Linked DNA regions of Hordeum vulgare: region 2 is linked to region 1. A link is a contact called in public Hi-C data. All regions are on one chromosome and are shown on one strand. The core of a region is the stretch at or near the end of the contact, and the rest is flanking DNA. Distances in the headings are between cores, read along the strand shown. Region 1 holds the start of LOC123452254. Region 2 holds the start of LOC123452255 (transcriptional adapter ADA2).

Evidence for each region. Hi-C and Micro-C count contacts between places; a contact is called where the count stands out from the background.
Region 2: a contact with region 1 is called in a Hi-C map of seedling, with 2.8 times the contacts expected there. The contact joins the promoter of LOC123452255 here to the promoter of LOC123452254 in region 1. A contact is called at or near these places in 3 of 6 Hi-C or Micro-C datasets (leaf and seedling).

The regions. Positions count from the first base shown.
Region 1 is chr5H:527,334,360-527,337,775 of MorexV3_pseudomolecules_assembly, reverse strand. It overlaps LOC123452254, which reads right to left and starts at 1,497. Exons shown (of 1, transcript XM_045128883.1): 1 at 1-1,497. The coding sequence starts at 936. The coding sequence ends at 463. It overlaps LOC123452252 (kinesin-like protein KIN-12G), which reads right to left. Exons shown (of 21, transcript XM_045128879.1): 21 at 2,386-3,416. The coding sequence ends at 2,726. The region is part of intron 3 of LOC123452253 (protein STRICTOSIDINE SYNTHASE-LIKE 3-like); the gene reads left to right.
Region 2 is chr5H:527,469,231-527,472,318 of MorexV3_pseudomolecules_assembly, reverse strand. LOC123452255 (transcriptional adapter ADA2) reads left to right here and starts at 1,753. Exons shown (of 12, transcript XM_045128884.1): 1 at 1,753-2,077; 2 at 2,179-2,416; 3 at 3,043-3,088. The coding sequence starts at 2,025.

The DNA of each region.
Region 1 (3,416 bases), core at 248-2,747:
TAATATATTAATATCACTGCTACTACTAGGTTGTTTGACCACGCCATGCAAATGCAATGCAAGCAATTCGAGCTCCACAGGTGGCAGCAGCAACAGCATACGCTGCTCGACGATGAGCAGTTGAGGAGGACCACATTTCCTCTCTCCAAATCCAAGCCAAGCAATTCCACTGGTCCATCCATCCATCCATCCTCAGGCAGCAGCGACACAACATAGCCAGCCAAGATCGCACGCACGCACGTGTGCGCGATCGCTTGCTGTACCAGGATGCTAACCTAAACCCAAACTAAACTAACACACGCACACCTGACGAGACGAGACGAGACGAGACGGGGCAAATCTTTCCACGCGCACGCAGTGACGCAGCACAACGCGACAGCGGGCACAGGGAAGGGAGCACACGCACTCGACGCGACGGAGAAGAAGAAGAGTACGCCGATCGACGTTGGCGGTCGACGTTGGCTAGCGGCGCGCGGAGGAGGCGCGAGAGCTGGAGCGGGAGGAGTTGGAGCGCCAGAAGCCGGCGCCGTAGAGGCGGGACCCCATGATCTCGCGCTCGAACTCGGACGCGGCCTCGGCCGCCGCCTCCTCGCGCTCCACCTCCGCCTGCGCCTCGTCCGCCTCCAGCGCGTCCGCGGCCGCGAACATGGCCTTGGTGCTGCCCGACTGCGACGCCGAGCCCCTGCCGCCGCGCCGCAGGCCCCGGCGCCGGCGCCGCCTCAGCCTGGCCCGGCGGACGAGGTCGGCCGGCAGGCGCACCGCCACGAGCAGCACCAGCTCCAGCACCGCCATGGGGCAGCAGCAGCACACCGCCGCGCAGTCCGCCGCCGCCTGCCCCGCCGCCTCGCCCCCGCACCCCGGCCGCGGCCCAACCTCCCGCTCCCTCTCTCGCCCCGCCTCCCCGCCTTCCCGGCCGGAGCCGCCGCCGTCCCGCATCTGCCGCTCCCCGCCCCCGACCCTCAACGCGCTATGCCGGTCCGGGAATCCACCGTGGGCGGCCGCGCGGTTGTCGGATCGGTTATGTAGAGGAGGGCGGTTGGTGCGGGGTGCGGGGCGCGATGCGGAGGCGGCGACGATGGCGTGGCGTGGCGTGTAGCGCCGGGGTCAGGAGAAAAAATCAAACCGCAGTTTTCTACTGCCCCACACGCGGCCTGCAGTTATGTTTCCCTGCTATTTATTCCCCACTGTTTTTTTTTTTTTTGAGGATGCTGTTTTTCTCTTTTGAAAGGTTAACCATACTTTTTTTTTTCTTGTTTTGAAAGGTTACACTTCACTTTTTTTTTTCGAACCAACCTTTGTGATTGAATAGTTAGAAGGATTAAGGTATCTCAGTCTATTACAATTTAAATCCTGATGCTCGCATTTATTTCAGGATTTTCAGCTATGCATATTTAATGGAAAGAAACGTTTTCGTCGACGATGAGACGTCTGCGATGATTTCGTAAATTTTAAAATGATATGTCAGTTCAGTTTTTTGAATGTGCTTATGAGGATAAAGTATACGTATGTACGTTCGTGAACATAAATATATGCGCACTTGCGTTTGTATTATGATAAAAAAAATTGAAAAGTAATTCCCTGCTGGTTATTATTGTGGCGGATTTGCTGCCAGAATGCCGGGACGCAACCGCGCGAAAAGGGGTGCGAGACCGCGACGGTCGATCGGCCGCGCCACACCTTTGCGACGCGATGCGATAAGACAGAGAGAGGTCGACGGGAACAGCCGCCGGTGTGTGGACTGTGGAGTGGAGTTCCGGGAGATTTTTCCGTCCGGCGGCGCTTTTCGGCTAGGCGCCCGTGTGGGTTTTGGCCGAGGAGGAGAGCATCAGAGAACACACCGCACACGCCACATGGGTGTGTGTGGATGTGACGAGGCAGGCAGCCTCGGTCGTTGGTAGGCGTCTTACGTGTGATTGATTTGATAGTAGTATAACTGTGGGATCCCTATTATTATCAGCTGCTCTTCCTTATAAAATGGTGATGACGAACGGAGAGAGAGATTATTTTAGGTTTTTTTTTTTTTTTTTGGATTCGTGGAGCGGCTGACCCATCAGTGGAGCCAAGAGGCAAAAGTAGATTTCAGGAAAACAATGACCAGATAGCCGAGCGGAGCAGTCCAACCAAAACAAGTGGAACAAAGAGGCAACGAAGCAACCCCGAAGAGACAAAAATAGCTCAACGAGCTTCCAGAAGCAATCCAAACGACCTGGCGGCAGCATGGAGTGCAAAATACACTTTCTTAACCGCCACGGCACAGCCAACTTAAAACAAATGTGTACTGTAATGAAAAACGAGTTTCTCGGCCTGCGACCTCCCGCGACGGGCTGAAACATCGGCATTCTTTTCTTCACATACACACGCAAACACGCCGACTGCGATAGATTGTACGATAGTACTATTTATTTGTTTTAAAAAGTCAAAGCCCTCTTGAAATCAACATTGCGACCGATCAATCATTGCCGTCCTGCATGGCGAAGTGCAGACCAGAAGAAAGTGGGTCTGAAGTTGCATAGAAGCTGGTAGAAGCTTGTATACCAGACCACAAGAAGAACGGGAGGACGCACAGAACAGTTATTCCAGTCCACTTCAGGACTTACATCCATCCAACCTACAGCACGCGAGAACCAACGGTGTGCTACAAAGAATTTGTACAAATGAAGGCGAAGACAGACCAGCCTGTCTGTCTGTCAATGGTGATAACTGATAATCGGTTTGCTTTTTCGGTTCACAAATCGGTCTGGTCGTCGACGAGCAACAGCTGCCTGGCCTCGGCGACATGGACCTCGATGGCGTCGAGGTCCCCCTTCACCTTGTCGGAGACGTGCGGCATGGACGCGTCCAAGCCTCTGGCAACCAGAAGCTCGCCGAGGTCCCGCATCGCCTGGCTCAGCTTCGACTTCATCTCGTCCAGGGACGTCGTCTGGTGCTGCAACGACGCCTCGCACGCCCTGACCTGCTCCTCCTCCAGCTTCACCTGAAAAACGCTGTCCTGGTAGTCCACCAGCAGGCTCGGCGCGTCCTTCTGCTGAACCTCCCAGGTTTCGGCCAAGGCGTGATCCCGGACGAACTTCTCGGTGTCGGCTTCCAGCAGGGAGAGGAGGCAGTCCTCCATCTCCGATTCAACGCGTGAGATCTCGCCCACGATGTCGTCGCAGTTCCTCATGCTCTTGATCTCCTTTTGAACAATGCTAAGCTGTGTCCGGGACTTCTTCAGTTCAGACACGACCTTCGTTCTCTCCTCCTCAGATTTCAGCAGCTCGGACGCCTTGCCGAAATTCATGGGCTTCTGCAACGGGGTCGTGGGACAGTCCAGGTTGTCGATGGCGAATAGAACCCTTTCGGTCTCCTTCCTTTGAGCCTCGAAAGAGCGGTATTTCTGTTTAAGGCCATCGATTCTGTTTCTCAGCTCAGTTTCA
Region 2 (3,088 bases), core at 504-3,003, 130 kb before region 1:
TGGGCGCCGGCATCAGCTTCCTCCCCTGGTAGCGCCGCGAACTCCTCGTTGTCGTCGGAGTCCATAGGCCAGGCAAATCGACGAACACCTGGCGGCGTGGTGTCCGCGCGGCCACGGACCTGCCCGGTGCGTCGGGACTCACTAAGAAGCGGGGCAGGGGGAGGGGCAAAACGCGGCGAAGCCGACGGGGAGATAGCCTTTGAATCGATGGTAGGCAGATGGGGCGGCGCCGGAATCGGCACAGCGGCAGAAGTTGTGGTGTGCGAGGGGCGGTTTCGGAGAAGAAAATGCTTTTTTTGCCTGACAAGGGGCCCGACGCGTCGTTTTCCTTCCGCGGGCGCCCCCTAGCGCGCTGGGTTCGGGTTAGGACCGTCAGGGCGAGTTTCGGCCCGAGCAGGCGAAAAACGGCCTTCTTGGGGCGCGGCTGGGCCGTCCCACCCTCCCTGAGCGAAAAAAGGTCGAGGAAGTGCCTGTTGGGGGTGCAACTAGAGATGCTCTAACACCTACTTGGCCTCCACGACATACAAGGCACAACTCGGAGATTTGAATGTTTTCATTTTGAAGCCTGCTGTTTCGGCAAATTGGAATCCGCCCAAGCATAAATTATTTTCTTGGCTCATCCTTCACGACAGGGTTGGACAATGGATTGTCTTCAACGGTGTGGTTTGCCTAGTTGTAGTCTATGTCAATTGTGCGAACAAGAATCGAAAAATGTTACAGACACGCTTTTCAAATGTAGATATGCCAGGGGTATGTAGGAGTAGATAAAGTTTTGCCCCGGGATGGTGGTTTTGCACACCGAAGATTGAGACAACTTCTCACCACGGATTGGTGGTGCTCCATGACCAACTTCAACGAACAAAATGACATCGGTGGCACAAGAAAAGGGATTTGCTTCTCTTCCCCATGCTTGTTTTGTGGAAGATTTAGAATGAGCACGCTGCGATAGTTTTTAGGTATCAAGGTATGTCTCCATGTTATCAACTGTCGTTGTTAGTAAGATTAAAAAGCAGGCCCGCTGTGGGTGCTAACGGACGCTAAGAGCAACTCAAACGGGCCTGTTTTACCGCCGCAGATCCATCAATAGGCCTCCCGCACTGGGATAAAGGAGGTACCCCACCGGTGGATTTGGTGCTACAGAGCTAGGGTGGCCGGGGAAAATGGGGTCGTCGGTCTAGGGTTTGTGTGCTTGCGGACGACGGGTGGGTGGAGGGGGAGGGGATAAGAAGGAAAGACAATGATGCCGCGTTGCGGGCGAGGGAAGGAGAACGCACGCGAGACACGTGTCCGCCCCGTGTCCACGACAACGTAATTGACGCCCAAATTTGTGTCCAGAATAGGCCGCGAGCGGACGAAAAATGAACGCGCGTCCGTTTGAATTAACGCGTTAGGCTGATTTTTCTGTTCGTTGCGTCCCAAACGAACACGCACGGAAGAAATGAGTCGACGCGTTGGAGTTGCTCTAGACGTTTGTGTGTGTTATAATGACATGAGAGTAAACCATATACGCGACCGAATGTTTTATTCCTTAGTAAAACTCTTTTGAATTAGTACGACAGGCAAAACTTTTGGCTTAGTTATTTGAAAAAAAACTAATGACCAGATTTCTGCACCGAAAACTCCCCGTCTTAATTAGAACAGCTCTAGCCCGAAGATTCAGAGCGGCTGCAAGAGATATCCCCCAGATTTGTCCACGGAGGGACGTCAGCCGTCCGATACACCAGACAGACGGCCCAGATTTGGCGCCGGCAGTATACTAGTCCGACTCTACTACTGGCTCTGATCTGTAGCTGCGTCGCGGTCGCCCATGGTGGTCGTCTTCCCCCCGACTCCCCGCCCCAGCCAAATCCCGACCCCCGCCGCGGCGCCGATCCCCCGGCGCCCCCGGTCCTCCTAATCCCCGGATCACCCCCCCACCCAGCTGGATTCAGCTCGATGCGGCCGGCCGCGGCGTGGTAGCGGATCCCCGCGCGAGCGAGCTAGGGTTAGGGTTTCGAGGGGTTTGCGCTAGGGTTTGGTCCGCGATGGGCCGGTCCCGCGGGGTGCCCAATTCCGGCGACGACGATACCAACCACAGGTCCCGCTCGGCCCCCTCCGCCCGCCGCTTCGCATTTCGCTCTTGCTTGCTTGCCTGCCTGCGGGCGAATGGCTGTAATGCGTTGTCTCCGTTCGCTGCAGGTCGAAGCGGAGGAGGGTCGCCTCGACCGGGGATGCGTCCGACTCGCTCTCCGCCGCGTGCGGGGGAGCCGGCGACGGGAAGAAGGCGCTCTACCACTGCAACTACTGCAACAAGGACCTGTCCGGGAAGATCCGGTTCAAGTGCTCCAAGTGCCCCGACTTTGACCTCTGCGTCGAGTGCTTCTCCGTTGGAGCTGAGGTCCAGCCGCATCGGAGCAACCACCCCTACAGGGTCATGGTCAGTGCCCTATGCTCACTTAGCTTAATTGTGTACAAATGCATGCTTAGCTGACTAACTAGTGTCCAGAAGCTGCAGTAACAGATGTTAATACTAGTGTTATAGAACAGTGGAGTTACCACAACTGAACTGCAGTGAACTCAACAGGCTGTTAGTACATGTGCTGGTATAGCATGGTTCTTCAAATCTGTCCTAGCATCCTACATGTCACATCGAATAGTAAGTCTGAGCTGATTGATACTTGGTCAAAAAGGCGGGAAACCCAAAAGATGCAATGTAACACTCCAAGGTTGAATTAACCCACAGAACCACTGTATTAGTGTGTTCCCGTCAATTCAGGCTTCATCCTTCTTAACCTGAATACACTTACAAGTGTAAGTCATCAGCTGATGTGTGAACTCAGATCATATGTTTGGTTCTACACGGTTCCCTACTCAACCATCTTGATTGCAACTGGCTATATGGGGCTTAATGCATGCACACCCAGATCATCTCGAGGAGAGTTCTCATAAAAAAAAGAGGAGGAAAAAAGAAACCACCTTCCACCTTAGCACTTCAAGTATTTTGTATTGTCAGTGCTTGTCATGTCTGTTGCATTCTTTAACTTAACTAAAATTTTGCAACAGGACAACCTATCTTTTCCTCTCATTTGTCCAGATTGGAATGCGGATG